Linked DNA regions of Mus musculus: region 2 is linked to region 1. Evidence: chromatin contacts called from public HiChIP or PLAC-seq data. All regions are on one chromosome and are shown on one strand. The core of a region is the stretch at or near the end of the contact, and the rest is flanking DNA. Distances in the headings are between cores, read along the strand shown. Region 1 holds the start of Auts2 (autism susceptibility candidate 2). Region 2 has its middle 340 kb from the start of Gm36528.

Region 1 (6,266 bases), core at 2,173-4,672:
CAAGGCCAGGATCGCCAGCCTCCCTTCCTTCCTCCCCAACCAGTAGCTACCAGCCACCGGCCACCACCCCCATCCAAAGCACTTTACAGAAATGAACAAGTCTGACAGACAGGAAGACTGCCTTTTTAAAAACACTTAAACTTGACATCCAAACACAGGTCTAGAACCCACAACCTAAACCTGCACAGTCAGTGCACATAAGGCTTATGCTCTCATTAACAAAGCTCAACTTGGCACCCCTGAAACAATAACACAATATCAGCAAAGATAAATAAATAAATTAAATAAATAAATAAATAAATAAATAAATAAAGGGAAGAGAAAAGTTTCTCCACACCATTATGTCAGGTGCCATGAAAGGCTACAAACCAACCATATTTTGGTTTTGTCCTGGATCAACTCAGGAGGCCCTCGGAACCTCCTGTGTATGTGTGGCTGTGTGTGTTGAGGGTGGGGAAAGGGAGGAAGAGGAGGAAAGAAAGCAGTTAAATGTATACACACCAATGACCAATCCCAGCACCAAAGCAAATCTTCCCAGGCAAAGATACTTTTCTGTGACCCTTGGACTGTCTCCCTCCAGCTCCTTCCATCCTACAAACACACACACACACACACACACACACACACACACACACACACCAGGAGCCTCTTAGCAGGCAGGAAAATATGCATTTGAAAAACCAAGGCTGCCTGCAGGTGCCTCAGGAATAAAGACAGACACACAAACACATACACAAAGCCAATCACTTGGGGTGGGGGGCACATACAAAAAAAGGAAAAGAGGGACAACTGGTGACAAGCCCTTCAGCAGCCAGCTAGGATTTTATCTTGCCTCATACCAGCCCTCCCTGGTGTACCTTCTTCTGTCCTTCAACTAAATTGCTCATGTATACACACACACACACACACACACACACACACACACACCAACACAACCCACACGCAAATGTATGTGTGTGGATAATATTGTCATTAACCCTTTCTGCAATATAGCCCCATGCATTATATAAAAAGATATTCCATCCTTTCCTCTTCTCCCCTCCTCCCTCCTTTCTCCCAACAAGGAGAAAACGCCCCCTTCCCCAGCTTCACCAAAAAAAGGGGAGGGGGGAGTATAGAAAAGCCACAAAACCCTAGCAGCCTCTGATCCCCAGGACATCCAGAAAAAGCATATACTAGACAGACTAAAACACACACACACACACACACACACACACACACACACACGCATGGGAACATATGGCTCTGTAGAAAGCACACAGAGAACAGTCCACAGGCGCCCCAAACCCAAGCAAAGACTTCCACCAGCCAAGAAGCCATGATTGGGGAGGGAGAAGAAGAGGAAAGGAGTGGGGGTAGAACCATCCGTGGAGAAGGGGGGCGCATTGTTGTGATGCCTGAACCCCTTTCTTTCCACCCATCTGCTGTGGAGGGAGGTGGGGGTGCAGGAAGGGGGCGCAAGGGAAAGGCAAGCTGGACAAGAACGAAACCAGTAGAAGACCAGACCAGGCATACAGCTTAGCGATTCCCTCCTTGCTGCCAATCTGCCCCCAGCTCCCCCTACATACAACCCCACACCCAACAATAAGACCTCGGCCGAGACTGAGAGCTTCGAGTGCGGCGGGGGAGGCAAGAAAACCGGGGTGCAGCCGAGTGTGGGGGGTGTCATGCATAAAAGGAAACCATGGGGGGAACAGAAAAGGGGGTCCCCCCTTACCTCCAGCGCTTCAAAAGTAACAAAGCTGGTCATGGCAAATCCATCAATGATGTCCTCTTCGGCTGAGGTGGACTCTCTGCGCTTCCTCCGCGGGGGTCTGGGCCGGGACGGGGCGGAGGATGGGGGCTTTCCATTGTCTTCCTTGTCGGAGCCCGACGATGAAGCCAGCGAGGGAGCCCGGGTCCGGCCGGCTCCTATACCACCCGCCGCACCGGTTCCTAACCCGGCCCGGGAGCGTCTCTCCCGGTCTCGCTGTGATCGAGACCTCCGCTTTTTCCGGAGTCCATGTCCCCGCGTCGGGCCATCCATGGTTCTTTTAACCGCGCCGGGGATCTTCCCCGTTCACCTACCCGCGCGCCACAGGCTCGGGCCGCGGCCACACACACACACACACACCCCAAGAAGAAAAAAAAAATTGACACCGAGCCCCCCTTCCTCCTGCACGGGCTTTTCCCTCCCGCCGCGAGGAAGGGCGCGGGGGAGAAAGCGGCTGGGAGAAATAAAAAAAAAAAAAAAAAAAAGAATCCGAAGAAGAACAAGAAGGGAGGGCAGGGGGGAAAAGAGAAAGAAAAAAGGGGGAAGGGGCGGGGAGACGGGGAGGGAGGGACGGGGAAGCGAGAGGGCGAAGTGTGGGGCTCCCCTCTGCACCGAGGGTCGGAGATGCCTGCGAACAGCGCCGAGCAAAGTAATGGCTGAACACACAGGTCTCCTTTACAGAGGAAAGGGGGAAAAAAATAACTCACCAAGCAGGCAATAAATCAGAATAGCGGAATGCTTTGATCAAGAGACTGGGGAAGCCCTCCCCGCGGCCATGCTCTCTCCCCACCACTGAAATCGCCTTGCTTCTCCCTTTCTCTAGAGACCCCCCAAAAAATTTTAAAAAAAAAAAAGCCCGAGGTCCGAAAAGGTCACGGTGAAGTGAGGGGTGGGTGGCAATGAACTTCACCCGCCCCCTCGTGCAGGAAAACACCCCACACCTCCGCCTCTCTCACACACTCGCCTCGCAGAAAAACTCACTCCCGGGCTCCCAGTCTTTTTTTAAGAAATGCATCCAAGGGAAGCCAGGGCTGGAGAGCGAGCTGAGAGGGGCGAGACCCCCCAGAGAGGGGAGCATAACCACGCAATCACAAGCGGAGACAGAGGTTGCCCGAGGAAAGGAGGAAGGGAAGGAGGAGGACGCTGAAGCAGTTGTGGGATTTTTTTTTTTCGGTCTTCAAGGGGGGGAGGAGGAGAAAAAGATGAAAGAAGAGAAGAATTGCAAAGCCTGGCGCGTGCCACCGACCCCCTCCTCACATACACATGCACGCACGCACACACACAAATTGTAGATCTCCCCCCACCCCCAGTTCCAGAGGTCACCCTTCTTCCAAAAAAATTTAAGATAAAATTATAAAGGGGGAGGGGGTGAGTCAGTCAACGAGGAAAGCAAAGAGCAGTCTCCAACCCGAGATACACCGGTGTGGTGGCGCCGCCGCCTCTTCTTCGTCTTCTTCTTCTTCTTCTTCTTTTTCGCGTCGCCCCGCCTGAGGAAGAAGCGCTGCGAGATGCCGCTCGCTCTCTCGCTCACTCGCTCGCTCGCTCTCAGCTAACGCTGCCTCAGCCGCCGCCGCCGGAGCCCGGAGCCCGAGGGTGCACGGCGTGTCCCCGGGCGGCTGCAGCCAGAGCCCGGGCACGGCCTCATCCTCCGCCCGCCTCGCTCACACAGCGCCCGCTCCTCCCCCTCCGGCCGGCCCACCGCCGCCGCCCGCCTCGGCCCAGCCCCGCGCCCGCCCGCTTGCCGTCTCCCTCTCCCTCTCTCTCTCTCTCTCCCCCTCTCTCGCACGCGCGCTCGAGCTCGCTCACCGGCGAGCGCTCTGGAAGACCGCCCTCTTCGCGCCTCGCTCTGCGCGCGCTCCCGAGGACCGCCCTCCTGGCTCTGCACGCGCTCCCGAGAGCTACCCCCTCCCCTCACGCCTCACTCGGCGCGCTCCCGAGGGCCGCCCCCCTTTCCCCCTTCGCGGACTCCCGAGAATCTCTCACGCCTCGTTCTCTCTCCCCCTCCCCAAAACCCCCGGCACCACGGGGCGCGCTCCCGAGGGCCGCCCCTTCCACTCAGGCACCACTAGCTGCGCGCTCCCGAGAGAAGCCCCTCCCCTCGCGCCTCTCCCCCCCCCCCGCTCTCTCCCACGCGCGTCCCCGTCCCCCCTCCTCCCGCGCGCCTCGGGCCGGGCTAGATCACGTGACCCGCCCCCCTCCCCTAGTTGTAGAGTGTGTGGAAAGCAAAAAGGCTGAGGGGCTGGCCACCGCTCCACGAGCCCAGGGCATGCGCGCTGGGGCGGCCGGGCCTGCGCACTTGGGGGCGGAAGGGGTCTCCAGAGGCTGTGGGGGGTGTGTTGGAGGGGTCGGTCACAGGCCGGTGTGGAGTTGAAGTTCGAGGGCTTGGAGGCTGCCCCAACATCCCGCCAAACGCACGGAGGACTCGCGCGCGCACGCGTAGCAGGCACCTTTCTCCGGACACTTGCTCCCGGAGTGCCTTATCTCCTCCACTCCTGAAGCTCTTGCTGGCTCAACTACTCTGAAGTACCTCTAGGTGTTTTGCCCGCGCGCAAGCGCGCGCCCGGTGCAAAAAAAAAAAAAAAATTTTTTTTTTAAATAAAAAGTGCTTGCAGCGCGGGGAAGTGCAAAGTATGGACCCAAAGAGGTTGCACTTTGGGGACAAGAAGAGTAGTCAGTCTAGTGCTGCGTCCAGGCTCATCAAGCAAGAGTTGGAAACTTTCCCCCGACCCCCTACTCTGCGTGGTAGAACACTGAATGCCAGAGTGCCCCTGAACCCAGGCGACCCCCGCCCGGCCAGCACTTTTGGTCTCTCTGTGGGAGACACTTTGAGGAGGCGCTAGCCGCTTTGGAGCAGCCAGACACCGGGAACTTGAACCTGGAGCAAGGGACTGAGTAGCTCGGGGCCGTCCCAGTCTGAGGACTCCAAACCGCCATCCCCCTCGCTGCAGACTTCGCTTACTGCTTAGCTGCAGGAGGATGGAGCAGAGGTGGCTTCCCTACGTTTTCCACCACGATGTAACGGATGCTTATAAAAAGTTGTATTAAAGAGCTGACTACAGCCCAGAATCGATCAACCAAAGCGACCAGCCTCTCTGGATAAAATAGCTGTGCGTTTTTTCAAGGCACTTGGAATTGATCTATACTCACCGACAGTCTTCTCTCAGCAATCTCTTAGTTGCTTCTCTTTCTGTCCAAGCACATAAACACTGTGGCACATCACCCCTCACCCCTAGCAACCCACACTTGGCATGAAGGAAAAGAAAACAAACTGACATTAATTGCTCACAATGAGCCAGGCACCGTGTTACAATGCTTTGTACGCGGATTTCTACTGTTCTGAATCCCAGTCTGCACAGAACAGAACAAGAAGGTCAGAAGCAGTGGAAGAGAAAGAAAACGTACCTTTCTCAAATGGGTAAACGGATGGATGCTTTTTTTTTTCTTGCATTCAACAGATATTAGGGCTTCACAGCTGTAGGTTCAGGAATACAGTGGCACCCCAAACAGACAGAGAAGTGCTTGAATCTTATTTTCTGGCAAGTGAGTCTCTTTGTCTTAACACTTCCAGATTTAGTGGTTGGTTTCTCAATACTTTGTTTTTAAGTCACACTCCAGCTTTCCTGTTTCAGGAACCCAGGTCTGTGAGCATATGGGTAGTGGGAGACAAGGAGACAGAAGAGATCAAGTGGAGTGTGAATAAGACAGGCTTTATGTCTGTCCAGGGGAACAAACCATTTAACCTTAGGCAAGACTTTCAAATGACTAATTTTCTCATCTTGTAAATCAAAGAAGTTCAATTAAATGTTCAAAAAGTTCCCTTTCAAGCTTCCCAAGGCCTTCTTCTTGAAAACATAGCATCTTTTTTTAGTACATCCTGTGCTTTTTTGTTTCCCCCTTGAGAATGGTGTTGTGTGATAAATGTGAATTTATTAGGGAGCAGAGTGGCACCTTCCAAAATTACTTAGCTATACTGACTGTTGCTGCCCCCGGAGCAGTCACTTAAATTCAGACTCCTGTACTCAACCTCTCTTCTAGGATGCTCTTGCCCTCAGTGGCTGGAACCCACGCTGAGGCGATCAGGCAAATTCCTCAAAATACAGGCAGGTTCCTTGTCATTCAAAGAAGGGACTTGGGCTCATTTTCAGGGTTCATTTCTAGGATATTCTAATTTTCATTTTTGTTCCTGTGATTTAAAAAACAAACAAACAAACAAAACATTCTGAGGAACAAAGAGTTTATTTGGCTTATGTTTCCAGGTCACAGTCTATCACTGAGGGAAGTCAGGCCAGGAACCTGGCAGAGACCATGGGAGAATGCTGCTTAGTGGCTCAGTCTCTGGCACACTCTTCCCTCTTCTAGCTTTGTTACACAACCCAGGATCACCTGCCCAGTGATGGCACCACCTACAGAGGCCTGGCCCTCCCACATCAATCAACAAGCCAGTTCCCCCACAGACTTGGCAAAAGACCAGTGATCTGGGCAATCCCCAAACTGAGACTCCCTCTGATGACTC
Region 2 (6,089 bases), core at 3,174-5,673, 550 kb after region 1:
TAATATGTGTGTAAGGCGTGGGTTGGGGGGGGCTTGAATGAGTGCATAAGTTCAGTGCTAGATGAGGGAATCAGACCTATAGAACTGAAATTACAGGTGATTGTAAGCAGCCTGGTGTGGGTGCTTGGAACGGAACTCAGGTATTCTGCAACAGTCACAAGAGCTCTTAATAGCAGAATCACCTCCCTGCCTCCTGGATTCACTTTTCAAAATCTTTTCCTGCCTAATTCAATGAGCTGCCTGAATATGGTTTCATCTGTTCTCTCACCAGAAACCAAAGAACAGTATGGTCACATTACCTACTGCTGATCATTAAGATATACATTTAACACCCTTGGAAGGAGGTACAGAGACAAAGTTTGGAGCTGAGATAAAAAGATGGACCATGTAGAGACTGCCATATCCAGGGATCCATCCCATAATCAGCTTCCAAATGCTGACACCATTGCATACACTAGCAAGATTATGCTGAAAGGACCCTGATATAGCTGTCTCTTGTCAGAGTATGCTTGGGCCTAGCAAACATAGAAGTGGATGCTCACAGTCGGCTATTGGATGGATCACATGGCCCCCAATGAAGGAGCTAGAGAAAGTACCCAAGAAGCTAAAGGGATCTGCAACCCTATAGGTGGAACAACATTATGAACTAACCAGTACCCCGGAGCTCTTGACTCTAGCTGCATATGTATCAAAAGATGGCCTAGGCGGCCATCACTGGAAAGAGAGGCCCATTGGACACGCAAACTTTATATGCCCCAGTACAGGGGAACGCCAGGGCCAAAAAAGGGGAGTGGGTGGGTAGGGGAGTGGGGGTGGGTGGCTATGGGGGACTTTTGGTATAGCATTGGAAATGTAAATGAGCTAAATACCTAATAAAAAATGGAAAAAATATATATATAAAAAAAGATATACATTTAAGCCGGGGCATGGTGGTGCACGCCTTTAATCCCAGCACTCGGGAGGCAGAGGCAGGCAAATTTCTGAGTTCGAGGCCAGCCTGGTCTACAGAATGAGTGCCAGGACAGCCAAGGCTACACAGAGAAACCCTGTCTTGAAAAACCAATATATATATATACATTTAAACCATTTTTATGGATGTACATGCATGTATGTATGTGTATGTTATAAGTGTTCAAGTGTTTATAGAGGCCAGGAGTGAGGGATTCCTTGAAGCTAGAGTGTCAACAGGTGGTTGTTAATTATCTGCTATGGGTGCTGGGAACTGAATTTGGGTTTTTTTGAAGAGCAGCAAGAGTTCTAACTGCTGAGCTATGTCTTGAGCCACACCATCTACTTTCTTTTGTCTTTGTTTGAGACAGAGTTTCTTTGCTTAGCTTTAGTTGTTCTGGAACTCATTCTGTAAACCAGGCTGGCCTCAAACTCAGACATGCACCTGCCTGTGCATGTGCTGGGACTGAAGGTTTGAAGGCATGGGCCACCACTGACTGGCTGATTTACTTTAAACCAGGATCTTTCGATTTTCCCTTACCCAGACCTGAGCTCTCCTTATTGTACTGCATTCCACTAAATACCTCTACTAAGTTTGCTGGGCCAGTTACACAGTGTGGTGACATCTTTTAAAGAATGGAAAGCTTGCTGCATTGCTGAAGACTGCCTAGACCCTCTTGTCCAAACCTCTCAAACGTTAAAATTACAGGTGTGCATCATCATTTCCACACCTGGCCTGTTACTTTGCATGATGTTTAAAAATTCATTTATGTTAATGAACATATTTGGTCCTCCATTCCCTTTCTATTTTGCTGCCTGGCTAGTTATTCTAGCTTTATTCTGTTGTTGTTACCAATACCATAAGCAAAAGCAACATTCACAAGGAAAGTGTTCTGCCTTATACTTCCAGGTCACAGTCTGCCACAACCTGTGCAGTTTCAGGATTGACCTGGGATAAAGAAGTGACAGGCACATTTACAGAACAGCTAGGATTGGGTGGACCACACGCAGGGATGGAGCTACACCAACAGCCAAGAAACGTAGCACATTTCTTATATACAGCTGGAGGATGAAGTGGGCTAACTGATCTCAGTAGAGTGACTCTGTTAGGGGAGCAGTTTCAAGCAGCAGTCATCTTGGAGGAGGAAGGTGTGGTTGACACTGCACACAGTGCTGGTGTAATTCGACCTACCAGAGGAAGGTCTTACTGTTCCCCTGTGCCTGACCTTAGAAGGCTTTCTTATTACCATGGATCTGAGGCACTGGGGTCCTTGACATTGTCATGATCATCTCATGAGTGCTCATTCCTACAGGAGTACACTTGCTTCCCACAACAGTCCCTCACTGAGGGAAGTCAAGACAGAAACATAAGTCAAGAGCCTAAAGGTAGGACTGTTGGCTATTACATACAGCATTACCCTGTCTAGGGAGCTCAAAGCCAAGAAGTACAGCAAGCACCATGGGGAATGCTGCTTGTTAGCTTGAAGGCTTATACTCAGATAGCTTACTTACACAGCCCATGACTGCTTGTGCAGGAAATAGTACTGCTCAGAGTGGACTGAGAAATCCTACATCAACTAAAAATCAAGATAGTTCTTCATAGACATTCTCATAGACTAATCTGATCTGTGTAATTCCTTAATTGAGATTCCGTTTCAGATCTAGGTTATGTCAAGAGACAGGGGAATCTATCCCACAGCACCTTGCATGGTGGGCAAGACTCTATCAACTGACACTGCATCCCTAACATGGGGGCTAGATCTTAGAGCTATCTATCCAGGAGTGCATTTAATCAACAGATAGCACATGAGCTTATGATATACTTCTAACCTGGTGCCAAGCACTGCAGTTTGAAACATTCATTTTTAATTCCCCCAATTGAAGCAGAGTGCCCTTTGCCTGGAATCCCAGCTTTTGTGAGGTTGAAGAGAACTGTCAGAGAGGAAGACCTTATTTAGCACTCAGGGAACTTATATGATGGTAGCATTCCTAGTGCTAATAGTCTCAATTGTAGATTCTTTGAGTCAATCTTAAAGATACCTTAAAGATGCCTTAGGGAATAGAGAGATGGCTAAGTCAGTGGAGTGTTGACCATTACAGATGAGGGCCCCAGTCTGAATCCTCAGCACTAATGCTTTTACATTTAGCCAGACATGGTGATAGGTTTCAGTAATCCTAGCACTTGGGATGTGGAGATAGGGGGATCCCTAGAGTGTGCTTGTCAGCTAGTTACAGTGAGAATTCTGGTTTCTATTAAACCCACAGACATGTTATGTGAATATGCTATCGTTTTAATCCCAGGTGTAGGATGTGGGGCTGCTTCAGCTCATCCACAGCAGCTGACTATGATTTGTCTTGTGCTCTGGCAAGGGTGTGATTTTGCCAGCTGAAGATAGTTTATGATTGGAATTGTGGGAACTCTGCAGAGAATGTGTAAGTGCCCGAGCTCCAAGAGAGGGGGCTGCTGCTCCCCCTTCTGCTGCTGGTGGCTGCTGTTGTGGTCTGTTGAGTGGTCATGTACAAAGTGATGAGAAGAAATTGGATATTCTGATACTTGAAGAAGATCAAACTTGTCCCAAAGAACTCAGTGCCCCTAATCAGCCAGAAGTAGTCTAAGGAAACCAATGCTCCCCTTTCCCCTCTAACCTTCTCTCTTACCTAGTGTTGGGGGTTTGGGGGGTCTATTAAGAGCTAAAAGTAGAAAACAGAACCCCCAAAGTAGACACATGTCTGGTTATAGCTAGTGTCTTTGAATTTGTGAACTCCAAGTTCAGTGAAACAACTTTTTGTAAAGAACAACAACTAAAATAAGGCAGAGAAGACCCTGGTGTTGACCTCTGGCCTCTACACATAAGAAAACATATCTACATACATACATACCTTCACACACCCACACAGGACACACTTACTCAAGAGGAGTTGGAGGTGTGGACATCAGATCTTTGTGAAAGTCCCCTTTTTAAGCTCTAAAGTCTGCATCTCTGTGAAGTTGGGATATGGAAATATTTAAATGCCTGAACTTGAGTCCTGTGTGAATCTTGACAATTTCCAGCTGCCAACTTCTATAATAGATAAATTTGATATCAAAGGTATTCAGATGCTGAATTAGAAGTCCCTTGGATCAACCTGGCTGTGTTTCCCAGCTTCAGCCTTGAATGTGAGAAAGGTGATCAAAGGGACCCAGAAAAAAAAAAAACCAGGAGTAATTCACTTTGTTGATTTCTGTGTATATTTAGTCCTGTGGGTGCCTGGGGATTCTTAAACATTAGCTCCTTTTAAATCAAGTTGGGCACCCTATAAATCAAAATGATAAATGATTGATAAATAAACTGTCATTGCTACAATTAGATTTTCCATTATACTTGTATGCTATAATTTAAAATGTAATTTCCCTTGAAGCTCATAAAGGCACTGTAGTAATAGGGTGTCACAATGTATTAGGGACAAGTGTGAGCATGTGGCTGAACATGAACCTCTGTGAAATGTGAGACCGGACTGCAGGGCTTAATACAAAGCTCAGGCTTGGATATGGAGGCAGGGGCAGATTATATGACATTTCAAGGGACGATGTGTTTCAGTTAGACATAGTCCAAGAGGAAGGGAAGCCAGGGCTGGAGATCTAACTCAGCGGGCAAAGTGCTTTCCAAATAAGCATGAGAACCTGTGTTCAGATGCCCAAGTGGCATGTACGATCTGAATGTATACATCTGGAATACTAGAATTCCTATCAGGATATTGAAGTTGAATACAGGAAGCTTGCTGGCCAGCAAGCCTGGGGTACATATTGGTGAGTAACAAGACAGAGTATATCTTAAACAACTGGCATTTATGTGCACATGTGTATCTGATCCATATAAGGATACCCAAGTGCCTGCACTTACTTACACAGGAACATGCACAAGGACACACACACATACACACAATATACACAGAAACACACACGCACACAATACACACAGACACATTAAGAAGGATCAAATGGCCCAAATTTTTGAATTAGCATAGGGATAGACATTGGGCTATATAGTTCAAGATCTCCATTCTGTCACATACCAGCCATATTATTTTTCATGCACTCTGTTCTCTGAAGGAGAAATCACCCAGTTTACCATAAAAGATAAATATGTCTTCCACAACTGTTTTTCTTTTCCTTCTAACCAGTGAAAGGACTGATCTTCTCTACATCCCTTGTTTTAAAAAGAAGTCTTTGTGAGCGTGGGGATGTAGTTGTGTTGCTATGTGTACGAGTGCAGGTCAGAGGCAAACCTCCAGGGTTGGTTCTCACCTTCCGTCTGTTTGTAGCAGGTTCTCTTGTTTACTAGCTGCCTCTAACTAGTCTGTGGGCTTCTGAGGGTTCTCTAGTTCCAGAGCTCCATTAGGAGCTCTGGAAGATAGACATTTGCTGCTGTGTCCAGCTTCACATGAATTCTTAGAATCCAGGTTCATATTTTTTATGTTAGTGTGGCAAATACTTTATCCACTGAGCCATCTCTCCAGCTCAATACTTAACTTCTAATGCCCCCCCCCCCCGCCACACACACACAAAGTGGTCTGAATGTGAAATGTCCCCCCACAGGCTCATGTATTTGAAACTTCTTCTCCAGCTGGTGGTGCAGTTTTTGGAAGATTTCAGTCTTTAGAAGGTAGGATCTTGCTGGAGGAAGTGGGTCCCTTGGGGTAGGCCTTGAAGTCTTACAGCTTTGTCCACCTCCTGTTCACTCTGCTTCCTAGCTACAGATTCAGTGTGACAGGGTGAGCATGTCACCTCTTCTGCCAAGGCGGATCATCTCCATTCACAAGCTACGAGCCAAACTCAACCAATCCTTCTTTACAATATCTTGTGACTGTAAGAAGACAAACGATTAATATACTAGCCAAACTCAAATACTTAGAAATGGAATTTAGGTAATATGATTGGACAAACACCCCTGATTAATGTAGCCACATCTACTTGAGTCTTCAAACCTTTAGGAATGGTGGAAATGACAACTTACAACCATGATATAATCATGAGATAAAATTTAAAAAGGCAAAATAACTTCTGACTTAGTACTCTACGATAAGCCAAATGAATCCATATTTGGATATCCAGGTAAAGATTTACCCCAGTTTTTTAGATGGATTTTTTTCTATGCTCAAAG

Evidence for each region. HiChIP or PLAC-seq counts read pairs in DNA pulled down with a chosen protein or histone mark.
Region 2: an H3K4me3 HiChIP or PLAC-seq map of embryonic limb bud shows a contact between it and region 1, with 3 times the contacts expected there. The contact joins the enhancer-like site here to the promoter of Auts2 in region 1. A contact is called at or near these places in 1 of 39 promoter capture datasets (hippocampal neurons) and 6 of 115 datasets of contacts at active chromatin or transcription factors (embryonic basal ganglia, embryonic forebrain, embryonic limb bud and 3 more).

What each region holds. Positions count from the first base shown.
Region 1 is chr5:132,539,798-132,546,063 of GRCm38.p6, forward strand. It overlaps Auts2 (autism susceptibility candidate 2), which reads right to left and starts at 3,423. Exons shown (of 20, transcript NM_001363480.1): 1 at 1,718-3,423. The coding sequence starts at 2,026.
Region 2 is chr5:133,088,913-133,095,001 of GRCm38.p6, forward strand. No RefSeq gene overlaps it. Among named protein-coding and RNA genes, the nearest start is that of Gm36528, 340 kb to the left of the region's middle. Within about 2 kb of position 4,424, at least 3 of the 459 cell types and tissues checked have an H3K27ac peak or open chromatin away from gene starts, as enhancers often do. A contact at or near this core is called in embryonic limb bud, where this site is marked.